Regions from separate parts of the Mus musculus genome. Here regions 1 and 2 are each linked to region 3. The links are chromatin contacts, called in public Hi-C and HiChIP or PLAC-seq maps. All regions are on one chromosome and are shown on one strand. Each heading gives the region's core, a stretch centred on a gene start, on an enhancer-like site or on the middle of the called end of the contact. The rest is flanking DNA. Distances are from core to core; before and after follow the strand shown. Region 1 holds the start of 4930439D14Rik (a long non-coding RNA gene). Region 2 has its middle 25 kb from the start of Ralgps2. Region 3 has its middle 42 kb from the start of Gm30568.

The links. Hi-C and Micro-C count contacts between places; a contact is called where the count stands out from the background. HiChIP or PLAC-seq counts read pairs in DNA pulled down with a chosen protein or histone mark.
Region 1: a contact with region 3 is called in an H3K27ac HiChIP or PLAC-seq map of the HPC-7 cell line, with 14 times the contacts expected there. The contact joins the promoter of 4930439D14Rik here to the enhancer-like site in region 3. A contact is called at or near these places in 10 of 39 promoter capture datasets (3T3-L1-derived adipocytes, the C10 cell line, the HPC-7 cell line and 6 more), 2 of 15 datasets of contacts at CTCF or cohesin (CD8 T cells and large pre-B cells), 12 of 484 Hi-C or Micro-C datasets (B cells, CD4 T cells, the CH12 cell line and 8 more), 30 of 115 datasets of contacts at active chromatin or transcription factors (the HPC-7 cell line, the SCID.adh cell line, bone marrow-derived macrophages and 19 more) and 4 of 9 other capture datasets (adipose tissue, embryonic stem cells, liver and 1 more).
Region 2: a contact with region 3 is called in a Hi-C map of the HPC-7 cell line, with 1.7 times the contacts expected there. The contact joins two enhancer-like sites. A contact is called at or near these places in 4 of 484 Hi-C or Micro-C datasets (the HPC-7 cell line, bone marrow-derived macrophages, nephron progenitors and 1 more) and 10 of 115 datasets of contacts at active chromatin or transcription factors (the HPC-7 cell line, double positive thymocytes, embryonic basal ganglia and 4 more).

Annotation. Positions count from the first base shown.
Region 1 is chr1:156,936,794-156,940,762 of GRCm38.p6, forward strand. 4930439D14Rik (a long non-coding RNA gene) reads left to right here and starts at 2,001. Exons shown (of 2, transcript XR_003948625.1): 1 at 2,001-2,265; 2 at 2,334-3,402. Ralgps2 (Ral GEF with PH domain and SH3 binding motif 2) reads right to left here and starts at 2,833. Exons shown (of 19, transcript NM_001159967.1): 1 at 2,696-2,833.
Region 2 is chr1:156,962,535-156,966,381 of GRCm38.p6, forward strand. No RefSeq gene overlaps it. Among named protein-coding and RNA genes, the nearest start is that of Ralgps2, 25 kb to the left of the region's middle. Within about 2 kb of position 1,502, at least 29 of the 459 cell types and tissues checked have an H3K27ac peak or open chromatin away from gene starts, as enhancers often do. A contact at or near this core is called in the HPC-7 cell line, where this site is marked.
Region 3 is chr1:157,037,471-157,041,312 of GRCm38.p6, forward strand. No RefSeq gene overlaps it. Among named protein-coding and RNA genes, the nearest start is that of Gm30568, 42 kb to the right of the region's middle. Within about 2 kb of position 1,856, at least 204 of the 459 cell types and tissues checked have an H3K27ac peak or open chromatin away from gene starts, as enhancers often do. A contact at or near this core is called in B cells, CD8 T cells, the HPC-7 cell line and 22 more, where this site is marked.

The DNA.
Region 1 (3,969 bases), core at 751-3,250, 100 kb before region 3:
ATGTGTTCGTTTTCCATATCAAAGGAAAGCAGAGCTTTAGAGAAAAGGAAGGCAATTTCAAATAATAGATTAGCGGTTAAAAACTCCTTAGAAACTTCTGGAAGCTAGCAGTACACTAAGTCCCCAGCTGTGCATTTTCCCAAAGTCTCCACTCCAGAGACCGGGGGAGTGGGGGGGGGGGGGGGACAGGATGGGACTGGGCACATCACACTCTAGAAACAACAGTCTAGGCCTGGGATCCCTGTATGATTACTGATAGCTGGCCTCCCACTCTGAAGTGGAGAGACTAATGCCTGCGTAGGGTAAATACTTTTAAAGCTCTGAAATCTACAAAGATCTACACCAATGCATGTCACCATGATTATTAATCAGAGCATAAACTAATCTCTTCTCATCAGCCCCTTGGAATCCAGTAAGATTTTTCTTTAACAGACGGGTAGAATGCCATTTCCCTGGGGGGATGTCGGCTTACTTCTCCTGAAGACTCTTACAAACAAGTAAATACCAAGACAAGAATATCAGCACACATTTCATTTAAGTATATAAACCAACAGATTAATTGTCTAGCCACATATAAACCACACACCCTCTGACTCCAGGTAGAGTAATATTTAGATATGTTTGGAAGCCGGATACCTAGTGTGTATAAACACAAGCACAGTTTAAGACAACTGTCTTGATGCTTTTATTCACTAACAGTTCCTTCTATCCTCAGAAGGAAAAATGCAAGCAGTATCCTAACTCAAAAGGCATCCTGAGTTTTCACTTCTACACTAACAGAGCTGCCCACTGATGACTTTATCTCCATCACAGCACGTGTGCGTTTGTGCGCTGCAGCATCCCCTCCACACCCATCAGGACACAGCGGGACGCGGAGATACTCTGTGTGTTTAGAAGAATTGACCCTCTGGACAAGAGCTTAAAAGGAGCTTTTGATCCCAACTCCTCATAGGCAGAGTCAGGCAGATCTCAGCCAGTTAGAAGCCAGCCTGGTCTATGTAGTGAATTCCACCGACAGCTAGAGCTACATAGTGAGGCTCTGCCTCAAAAAAAAAAAAAAAAAAAAAAAAGTTTCAAGTTGCAATCAAATTATTATTACCAACAAAGCCATCTTTCACCAAAGGCAACCACTGCCCCAATTTTAATTGTAAGCTCGTTTTTAAAATGCACACAAATTGCATTCATTACTCACACATGTCTGGTTCATAGCTATCTTTTAAATTTTATTTTCTCTCAGAATTTTTGGGTGTATCCTCCCTGATACTGTAATATCAAAAAGTATACTAGGATCTTGACACACAAGCAGATCTTTCAACTTCTGCTGCAATCTGGTGAATAAAAGATAGAGAACAGTATTTGCAGAAAAAGTCAAATTCCTGAAATCAATGCATGGTGAGATAGAATGGACTGGGTTTTACTATTTTAAAATTACTATGCCAGAATTTAAGCTCAAATAACTATACTTAAACCATTCATGGGAACTCTAATAGACACATTTAATATATACATGTGGCTAAGACAAGCAATTTTCCACATTTTTGAAGCTTCATGACTACACACATTCAGTAGAGGTTATTATTATTAAAATAATACTGTTTGGTTACAAATCCCACTCCTGCAGTAACAGTATTACACTTACTACATTTATGATGCTACAGCCCGAACAATCATATCTGGGTGGGACAGGCTTTTACAGTTTGCAAGTTAACGAACTGTGGCACTGCGGTACTCTCTCATGCAAGGAATGAAAAGTTCCACAAAATTCGAATGGTCATCTTCAAAGACACACGACCTCGAGTACACCGGATGGTAAACATTACATAAACAACGCCAAAGTCAACTCATAAACAAACACCAACACCGAAACAAAGCTCTATAGCTACTTCAGCGTACTAAGACGGGGTGTGGGGGTGGGGAGGGGATGCAGAGCACCTACGAGGAAAGGCTCAATTAACTGCCGCCCGTGCTTTCATCCTCCGATCTTAAACAAAAGACGCTGGATGCTTTCGGTGGAGAGCGCTTTCTGCAGAGGGATTTGGGGTTGCAAACGCCCCTCCTCCACGGCCACCAACAGGCCCCTTTCTTCCTCCTCCCTCACCCCTCCCAGCTCAAACAAATTAACATTCGCACTAAGGTACCTCCTATCAGCTCGCAGCTTCTTCCCAAACACGCCCACGCACCCTGAAACCCGCCTGCGTCTACACCGCACACGGCGGCAGGAAAAGCGCTTCGAGGGGGGCGGGGAGCCGCGGCGGCAGCGCACAGGTCCGGGCTCCCTTCCAGGTCAGCTCCCCATCGCCTCCCCGAGCCCGGTGTTTACGAGCCCGCCTAAGCCCACACAGCAAAGGAATCCCAGGCGCTGCGGGCAGCTAGCGCGGCGGTGCGGGACCCCCCTCCGTGTCCGCACGCGGCCTCCGCCGCCGCGGCGCCGCTCACCCCGCGCTCCGCGGGCGGTTCGGCCCCGCAACAGGTCACCCGCCTCGGCTCGGTGACGGGGGTGCAGGCGCCCCGGCCGAGAGGGGGTGTGGCTGGCGCGGCGGGGCCCGGCCCCGGCTCACCTGAGAGGCTGAGGCGACGCCGGGGCCTCCGCCACCGCGGGACCGCGAGCGACCCGCAGCCCGCCCTCCCGCGCCGCGCACCGCGGCCGCCGCCGCCATTGCCCGCGCCTCCCCACACGCCCGCACGCCACGCCGACCTGTGCAGCCGCGGCCGTCGCCTCCGCTTCGCCCGCGGCTCCGAGGCAATCGCTCGCCCAACCGAGCAGTCGGCGTCTCTCATTCAGCGCCTGCCGCCGGCGCTCGGGGGAGGGGAGTGCGCTGGATCCACCCCGGCCGCGCAGGGGGCGCGCGCCGGGCGGGCGGGGCGGAGCGGCGCGCGCACCAACCGAGCGCGCTCGCGCGGCCGGGAACGCCGGGTCGCCGGGGTCTCGGCGCAGTCTGCGGGCGCCGGGCTATGCCCCCCGAGGCCAACTGCCGCCCCGTACCGGTGTCCGAGGCGCGTGCCCCAGCCGCAGGCGCAGCACCGGCCGCAAGGACGAGCCGCAGGGTTCAGGACGGACAGGTGGGGCCCCGCGGCTGCTCCCCGCACGGGTCTCGTTGGCGCCTGGGACGCGGGCGTTGCTCCCCGCTCGGGCCAGAGGACAAAAGTCTGGAAACGCTTGGCCCCCAGATCAAATACCCAGCCCGTGAGGGCGGCGTCCTTAGGAGTCGTGGCGGACAAGTGGAGGGGGACTGCAAATGTGAAGAGTCACCCCACAGCCGTGGGATCTTAAATGATGGAGTCTGCACTCTAGCACATCATCATGCCGGAAGTGTTGGGTCGGCCTCTAGGTGTTAAGCAGGGTGGCTGCCGGTGGTTTAAGGAGCAAATAACAATATTTGGGATCCCCTAGTCCCGGATTGATGAGTTTCAGGTGGACTGTATTTTCACGCCATTGCGGGAACGTGATTCTAAAAGGTGAAATTTTTCCTGTGAATGAAAGGGAATAGAAGGGTGTTGTTTCTTGGGGTGCACCTAGGTGGCCTACTTAAACTTAGCACCATTTGATGCAGTGTGACTTAGTGGAAGGTTTTCAGTGAGCCACCTTGGTGTAATCATTAGGTCATTCGGGAATAGATGCGATCCTTTTCTAGGCAATGTGCAGTGGAGGGTGGAGGGACAGTTCTATAGCAGCACTGAGTGTAGATTGTGAAGGGACCAAATTCGTTTTGATTTCCTTTTTCCCTATAATAACTAATCAAAACAGTGGATTCTTTTATGCAGAAGAAAGTTAAACACTGTCCCTTTTGACCACTGTTCCCTTCTGTGGAGAAGGTAGAAGAACGCTCCTTCATCCCCTTGGTTAAAACATGCCCATGCAAAAGTAGGTGGAAGATAAAAACGAAGCAAGGAAAAGCGATAAAGCCCAGTGCTGGTTTTTTATTCCGTTTTAAGTTGGAAGTCTCTCCAATAGATGCACAGAAACCAAAA
Region 2 (3,847 bases), core at 252-2,751, 75 kb before region 3:
TGTTGAGGATGCAGGTGGTCAAAGATATCACACAATGAGGGAGAAACCAAGATACAAAACCAAGATGGTGTGTCTGTGTGTGTGTGTGTGTGTGTGTACATGTGTGCATGCCAGAAATCAGCCTCAGGTGTCTTTCCTCAGAAGCCATCCACCTATCCGCCTTGGTTTTGGAGACAGGGTCTCTTACTGGCCTGGAACTTGCTGGACAGTTCAGGCTGGCTGACCAGTGAGCCCCAGGGTTCCCTAGCTGCATCTCTCCTGCACCGCATCAAGGCTGTCTTTTACCTGGCTTCCTGGGATCAGACTGGGCTCCTCATGCTTGCAAGACAAGTACTCGACTGATTGAATTATATCCCTGCCCCCAAAGATGCTTGTCTTAGTTAGGGTTTTACTGCTGTGAACTGACACCATGACCAACGCAAGTCTTTGTTTTTAGATTTATTTATTTATTTATTATATGTAAGTACACTGTAGCTGTCTTCAGACACTCCAGAAGAGGGCATCAGATTTCGTTATAGATGGTTGTGAGCCACCATGTGGTTGCTGGGATTTGAACTCAGGACCTTCGGAAGAGCAGTCTGCGCTCTTAACCACTGAGCCATCTCACCAGCTCCCAAGGCAAGTCTTATAAAGGACAACTTTTAACTGGGGCTGGCTTACAGGTTCAGAGGTTCAGTCCATTATCATCAAGTGGGGAGCATGGTAGCATCTAGGCAGGCATGGTGCAGGCAGAGCTAAGAGTTCTACATCTTTATCTAAAGGCTGCTAGTGGAAGACTGACTTCCAGGCAGCTAGGGTGGGGGGTCTTAAAGCCCACGACCACAGTGATACACCTACTCCAACAGGGCCACACCTTCTAATAGTGCTACTCTCTGGGCCAAGCATATACAAACCATCACAGTGCTTTATATCAGATTTACTATCAGGATAATCTTTTGATTGGTGACTAGGTCAAACCATTCATAAGGGCAGATCCTTTATAATACAACAGCCTACTTCCATCTCTTAAATGGGACCTACAGTTCAACATGATTTTTTCATGGCCCTAGCACAGGGACAGGATTTTCGTTTTTTGTAAAGAGACTTAGTTCTAGGTCAAAAGACAGGAAGCCCTTTCACAGTTGCTCTCAAATGGCCCAGGAACATATAAGCTAGGCGTTAAGATCATGGATTCTCCACTCCCTCAGGCTTTCAGTTCTCTGAGGTAAAGGGCAAAGGACTGCAGCCACACTCACCACTTAACAGTAGATCCCATTCCTATGGAATTCTTAGGGGTGGAAGCCACAAGGTCATTGCACGGAGGTTGCTCATTTCATAGACTAGGGCATGGGACTGAGGTTAGGTTACTCCTCCAAGGTCTCCTGGTAGGTAGTAGACAGTGGGATTCTAGAAAGGGTTTAAGATGTGATTAAAAAATAAAATCAGAATGAAGTGTGACAGAGATGTGTACCGAGGCAGCAGCTAGCTGCCTGCCCCCAGAGGGTTTGCAGAAGGGCATTCTGGTATCTACCACCACAGGCAAATGAACAGCTGCTAACAGTTGGAGACAACTGTCCTTTCTTTGAGTTTTGAATTTGCAAAAACCTTGCAATTAATGATATCAGAGAACACTTGCTCCTCTTGGTTCCATTCATCATGCACCAGAAGGTGACTGGGGCCACCAGCTGTCGTGTAAAAAAAGGTATGCCCAGCCAGAACAGAAACGAGAGCTGAGAGGAGGCGTTAAGACAAAAATTCACTTTCAACACGTTGGCATTGACAGAAAAGTCCCCAGAGACCTTGTCTCCCTTGGATGGGAAAGGGAGGGAAGCCTGGCAAGCTAAGATCAGCTCTCCAGGGGTAAAATTTGTGACAGGAAGAGGATGTAGCAGACCACCCTGGAAAGATAAAAAAAAGGAACTGCTAATTGCTTCCCAGGAGGGAAGCGAGGGCTGCAGGGTCTGGTGGGAAGACTCCACGGGCAAGGCACTGCAGGGCCTTCTGTACATTGAAGCACTCAAATCATGAAGCATCCATCTGTTTTGTTTTAAATTAATTTCCAAAAAGGGAAATAATGAAGTATTCTTTAAGATTATTGGGCTTTAAAACCCCAATCCTTGCGGAAACAGGATCTGAGCAGTTTAATAAAATCCAGAACTAACCTGAACCTTTTGCAGAGATTTGAGGAGAGTGTGGCCAAGGGTGTGCAGCCTGGAGCTGTGCGGGGGAGCAGCTGGCTCTCACCAGAGCATCAAGCCAATGAATGCTTCTCATTCCCTTAGAATAGATCTTGTGGCAACTTCTAAATAGCTGTCTGAAACAAAGTATCTCCTTTTTAGTAGAAGGCTTGAGTGTGGGTACTCTCCTGTTTTAACAGCTATCATCACGCTGTCCACTTCAATATAACAAAGTCCCCGTTTGGGCCAACAGCCCACACCATGCATGGTTTTGCTCAGATTTGCTGGGATATGTTGATATGCGTGAAAGTAACAGTAAAGATTGTATATGCCTGCAAAAATCTTGTAGTTGAACCAATTTAAACATATCCAATCTAGCTTACAAATGAATGAGACTCAGACTATGGTTATTTTATTTGGCTTTGACAGTTTCTGGAAGCTACCCCTAATCTACTTTCCTAACTGCTGGACTGGCTATTTCCCCAGCCATGTACCCCAAAGACTCGCTGTTTCTCCTGGCCAAGTGTTTAGGATCCATCTCCTCTCATGGTGGCTTCCTCTACCCTCCGGCTCACTTCTTTCCTCTCTACCCATGACCTTCAACCCAACCCCTACCCCGCCCCCACCCCCAACCAGGTAACTGGAAAAAAACATGCCTACCTCTATTCCCTCCAGTAATTGCCTGTAGCCATTTTTATTCAACTAGTAGTTTTAAATTAAGGAGCAAGTTTTGCACAACAAAGGCTGGTATATGAGGAAGTCCCTCCTCTTGAGGCAACTAAACCTTGGGATACAGAATTTAGCATTATAATATGTAGCAACACACCAAATCTCAAGAAAAATGTAATTATATGTATATACACATATGTATCACACACATACATTGTTTTTGTTTGAAGAAAGGTCTCATATGGTTCAGGCTTGCCTCACACTGGCTTTGTCGCCTAGGATGACCTTGAACTTGAACTCCCGAGTGATGGAATTACAGTCTGGTGGCATCATGCCTTGTATGTAGTGTCCCAACCCAGGGCTTCCTGCATGATAGTCAAGCACCTACCAACCTAGCTGCATCCTCAGGCCCTATTACATAACACTTTAAAGGAAAAATATTTCAGCAACAATGTTAATGTCAATGGAGGTCAGATCTATAAGAAGGCATGACCAAGGATATTAGGCAACTGATCTATTCTGTGCAATAGAGCAAGAGAGAGAGGCAGATGCACAGCATTGGAAAGCACAGCATCCAAGGGTAGGACAGCATAGCAGCTTAGCACAGAGTCCAGAGCCAGGATACATGGGAATCTCTACTTCACTACTGAACTAACTGTGCAGCTTTGGGCAGCTGTCTTATACCCTTGTGTCTCAGTGTTACCATCTATAAAATGGGGGGAGGGCTGATATCTCAAACTACAAAAGGTCTTTATAAAATGGTTTATAGTTAAGGTGTCTGGAACAGCAACTGGCCACGTGATAAGCACAGTCATCTTAAATAGTAGTCATTCTGCAAAGAAAACGTCAGCAGTAAGGGCCATGCCACAAGTCCAGGGTATGAAGATCTAGTTGCTCAGACTGCCATGAAGGCCTGGAGGAAACAGCCCTTCATGCTCACAGACAGCTCTCTTGCTTACTAACTCAGCATCCTGGGTATCTCTGTTCTGAATGAGATGCAGGGTATCTTCCCTCTTCCATAA
Region 3 (3,842 bases), core at 606-3,105:
TTCGGTAACTCTGAGTTGCTCTGCACTGAGTCTGGTCGGGCTGGAGAAGCCAACTATCCAGTGAGGAGTGTGGCTGGACCTCAGGTGGCACTTCGTTAGAGCAGATCTCTTCCCAAGTGTTACAGCTCTTGGAACAAAAGACTCAGAGGAAGGAGTAGTTCTCACACATCTTTAATTCCCTGGATGGGTTTATATACAGTTCTGGGGGTGATTCAGGGGTCTACAGCAGGTACCTCTCATTGGCTTGGACTGAGAGCTTGGGGGAAACCTTATTTGCATGTGGGAAGGCTTGGTGCTGCTCCCACGTGACTGATAGCCACACACCTCTCCTGAAGGGGTTGTGGGGGTAGTAACTTTGACAGGAGCCAGGGGTCCAGGAGACATGATCAAATACCTTCCATCCCATATGGGTGGAAATTACCACCCACTGGCCCCCGCCCCCCCGGGGTTCAAGACCTATATTCGACTGGAGACCAGGCTGTCTGTGCATTGCCCACTGCCCCACAGGATCATGGGTTAGAGTCCTATGAAAGGGTTGACTCTAAAAAGCACAGGTATTTCAAAAGTCCTAAAGTAGCAGAGGCAAGAAGAGGGAACAAAGGCCAACATGGTGCTTCTAATTGCACCTCAGGACCAGCTTCAGAAGGCGTTAGCTTTGAGACTCCAACTTATTGTTTAGACGGATTCTGGCCATCTCTGCGGGTTGGCACCTGTAAATTAAGGCAAAATGCCAGTCCCTATGAAAAGGAACCACTTCACCTGCTATGTTAGTACCCTGCATTAATCAACACACACACACAAGCCTACTGCTTAGAGACCTCAGCTGCTAAACACACATTACTAAGCAATGCCCCACTGTCGGCTGGGTTTTTGATGTTCGTTTGTTTTGTTTTGGTTTCTTTTGGAGACAGGCTTATGTCTTATGTAACCCAGGCTGCCTCAAACTCACAGTCCTCCTGTCTCAGTCCTCCTAAGGGCTAAGCTTAGAGGAAAAAACCCCACAGCTGCCCTCTCCCCCACCCCCACCAACGTGAAGCTTCTGATGACCCCTTCTCCCCTGCTTACCATGCGAATTGAAATCTTACTACGCCGCATGTGGGGATGGGATGAACAGAGAGAAAGTAAAACACACGTGAAGGTCCCAGAGCAATGTCCCAGCTCACAGGCCCTTGCTTGCGGACACCGCCACACTCTTGAATTTTTGGTAGTGTTTGGCAACAGTTTCCTCTCTGCCCTCACCTCAAACATCTGCTTTTTAAATCTTATTTGTAATGTGGCCTGAAGTCCCCCACCTCCCTCCTGAAGCCTCCTTCAGATATTAGGAGAAAGATGTATCATGGGCTGTGAGATGACGTGGGAAATTCTGTTTACCCACAATTCCTCTCTCTCACTCAAAGCGTGAGCATTCACCCCCCCCCCCCCCCACCTAGCCCAAGTCTGGATGTTCAGTTCCTGATGGTTTTCTTTTAAATAAATCACACTTGGTGAGATGTGCAGTTCTGGGAGAAAAAAAAAAGAAAGAAAGAAAAAGAAAGAAAGAACTCCAAGCAACTGAGGGGTGACGTGTTGTATAGATTTCCTAGTGTGGGACAATTGTGCTGATGAGGACAAGATGGAGCTGCCCGGGCAAGACTGACAAAGGGGGAGGGGTAGTGCCTGGTTATAACCCAGCATATCCATGAGGCAAGATGGTCCATCAGCTTGCATTGCCCCATGGAGGCGAATGGGGAAGCCAGTGTCAGACAGCAAAGGGGAATTTCTTCTTCCTTCTGCAAACAACCGTTTCCTGACCAAGGACTCTGAGGGTAGAACACGTTTTTCTCTTTGGTTAGAAAAACAAACACAAACTTCCCCTCCACGGGGCATCACAGACTCCTTTATCTGCTCCGCTCAAGGGAGAGAGAAACTGCCAACTCACTCACGTCCTTGGCCGTCTGTCACACGTCCCTTCCTGGCTCAGTTTCCAGGATCCCCAGCTGCCACCCCCTGGCCCTGGCATGGAGCCCACTCTCTTTCACAGTATGGAATTTTAAATGCAGCTGAGCCCCCCCCCCCCCCCCGGGATTACTCTCTATCGTTCTGGGGGGAATTAGCTTCGAATGCCATCCAGTCTCTCACATTCCCAAATGCTGGAAAGCTGCTCTTCCCAAATGCCTGATGGAACATTTTGTTGCTGCTTACAGGGAGTCAGCCTTGTTTGTTCTTTTCTTTAGAGATGTTGTCAGCAGCCTAGGAGTGGAAAGGGCTTAGTGCTCAGAAAGACTGCGCTTCTCCCCCACCTCTCCCAGTGTCTGCCAGAAGTTCCATGGCACTGTGTGGATGGAATATTGAGCTTGGGGGGGGGGGGGGAATCTGCTAGCCAGGCTGCTTGGATATTCAAAATGTCACCTCTACATTTTGAAAATTTGGACGAGACTGGCTTCTTTAGTTAATGCTAGCAGGGTAAACAGAGTATGTTCTCAAGAAAGAAAAAGCAGGCAAGGGACAGCTGACGGTTGGGCAGGCTCTTTGTCACAGAGAACTAAGACCACTGTTGTTGGATCTAGAGATAAGCAGGCAACTGAAATTCCCTCGGTATGACGCCAGCAACCAGCAAGGATGGAGACACACACACACACACACACACACACACACACACACACACCCTAACACAGAGGTAGTGTGAATTCTGTTTACTTAGATCCCTAGGTCCAAGTAGAAGAGATTCAAACTGTTACTATGTATCAATATCAAGCACTATCCTTATGTTATTTACCTTAATTCTTAAAGCAATTTAGAAAGCTTAATGCTCTGACCACTATTTGCGCTTGGATTTCTTTCTGTTTACATTCACAGCACTGCCGTTCTGACTCGGTCAGGTTACTGCTCACAGGTCTCCTCTGAGCAGCCTTTCTACTGGCCTCTGTCCATTGCCCAACAGTAGGCACTCTCAATTTTTATCACCTCATTACCATTGTTACAGTCTAGATGGATTTCTTACTCCAGTGCAACAGTCTCTTCAACCGCGTATTGTTTAGAATCTATCAAATCCAGAGGACATATTTCCTTCTCCATCATCTCTATCTTTATAGCACCTGCACTTGCATTCTACCATAAGTGCTATCATATGTTGGTGGCTTGCCTCCATTTATTTTTCTAACTGGGCATAAAAACACATTTATGAGCTGGAGAGATGGCTTAGTGGCACCGACTGCTCTTCCGGAGGTCCTGAGTTCAAATCCCATCAACCACATGGTGGCTCACAACCATCTGTAATGAGATCTGATGCCCTCTTCTGGTGTGTCTGAAGACAGCTACTATATATATATATATATTTTTTTAACACATTTATAAATCAAAACTCTTAGAATGTGCTGTTTAAAACTGCACAGGGACTGATTACTGCGGAGAGAGGGAGACAGGATCTCCCAGGGATAATCCCCTAATGGTTATCCAAAGCAAAGTCCTCAGTCCTGAAGCCATATACACATAAACAGCAAAAATGAACTCAGCGGGTTGTATTTGTATATTCGTGCTCTGTGTGTGTGTGTGTGTGTGTCTGTGTGTGTCTGTGTGTGTGTGTGTGTGTGTGTGTGTGTGTGTGTGTGTGTGTGTAACAACTGGGAAAGAGGAGGCTTATGGTTGAGCCCCTTTAGGTACTGAATTCTACTTTAAGCAGTGGTTGGCCACAGACTTTGCTGTCTCTTTCCAGCAGCTGTGGATACCCTGCCCTGCCTGGCCTTTGGATGCAGGCTCAGTATACATGCTCTGGGCTGTGCTCTGTCTCCCCGGCCTTGTGTGCAACTCTTTTTTTTTTTTTTTAATATGTACAACTGTGAGTTTGCAGAGACCAGACCTACCCA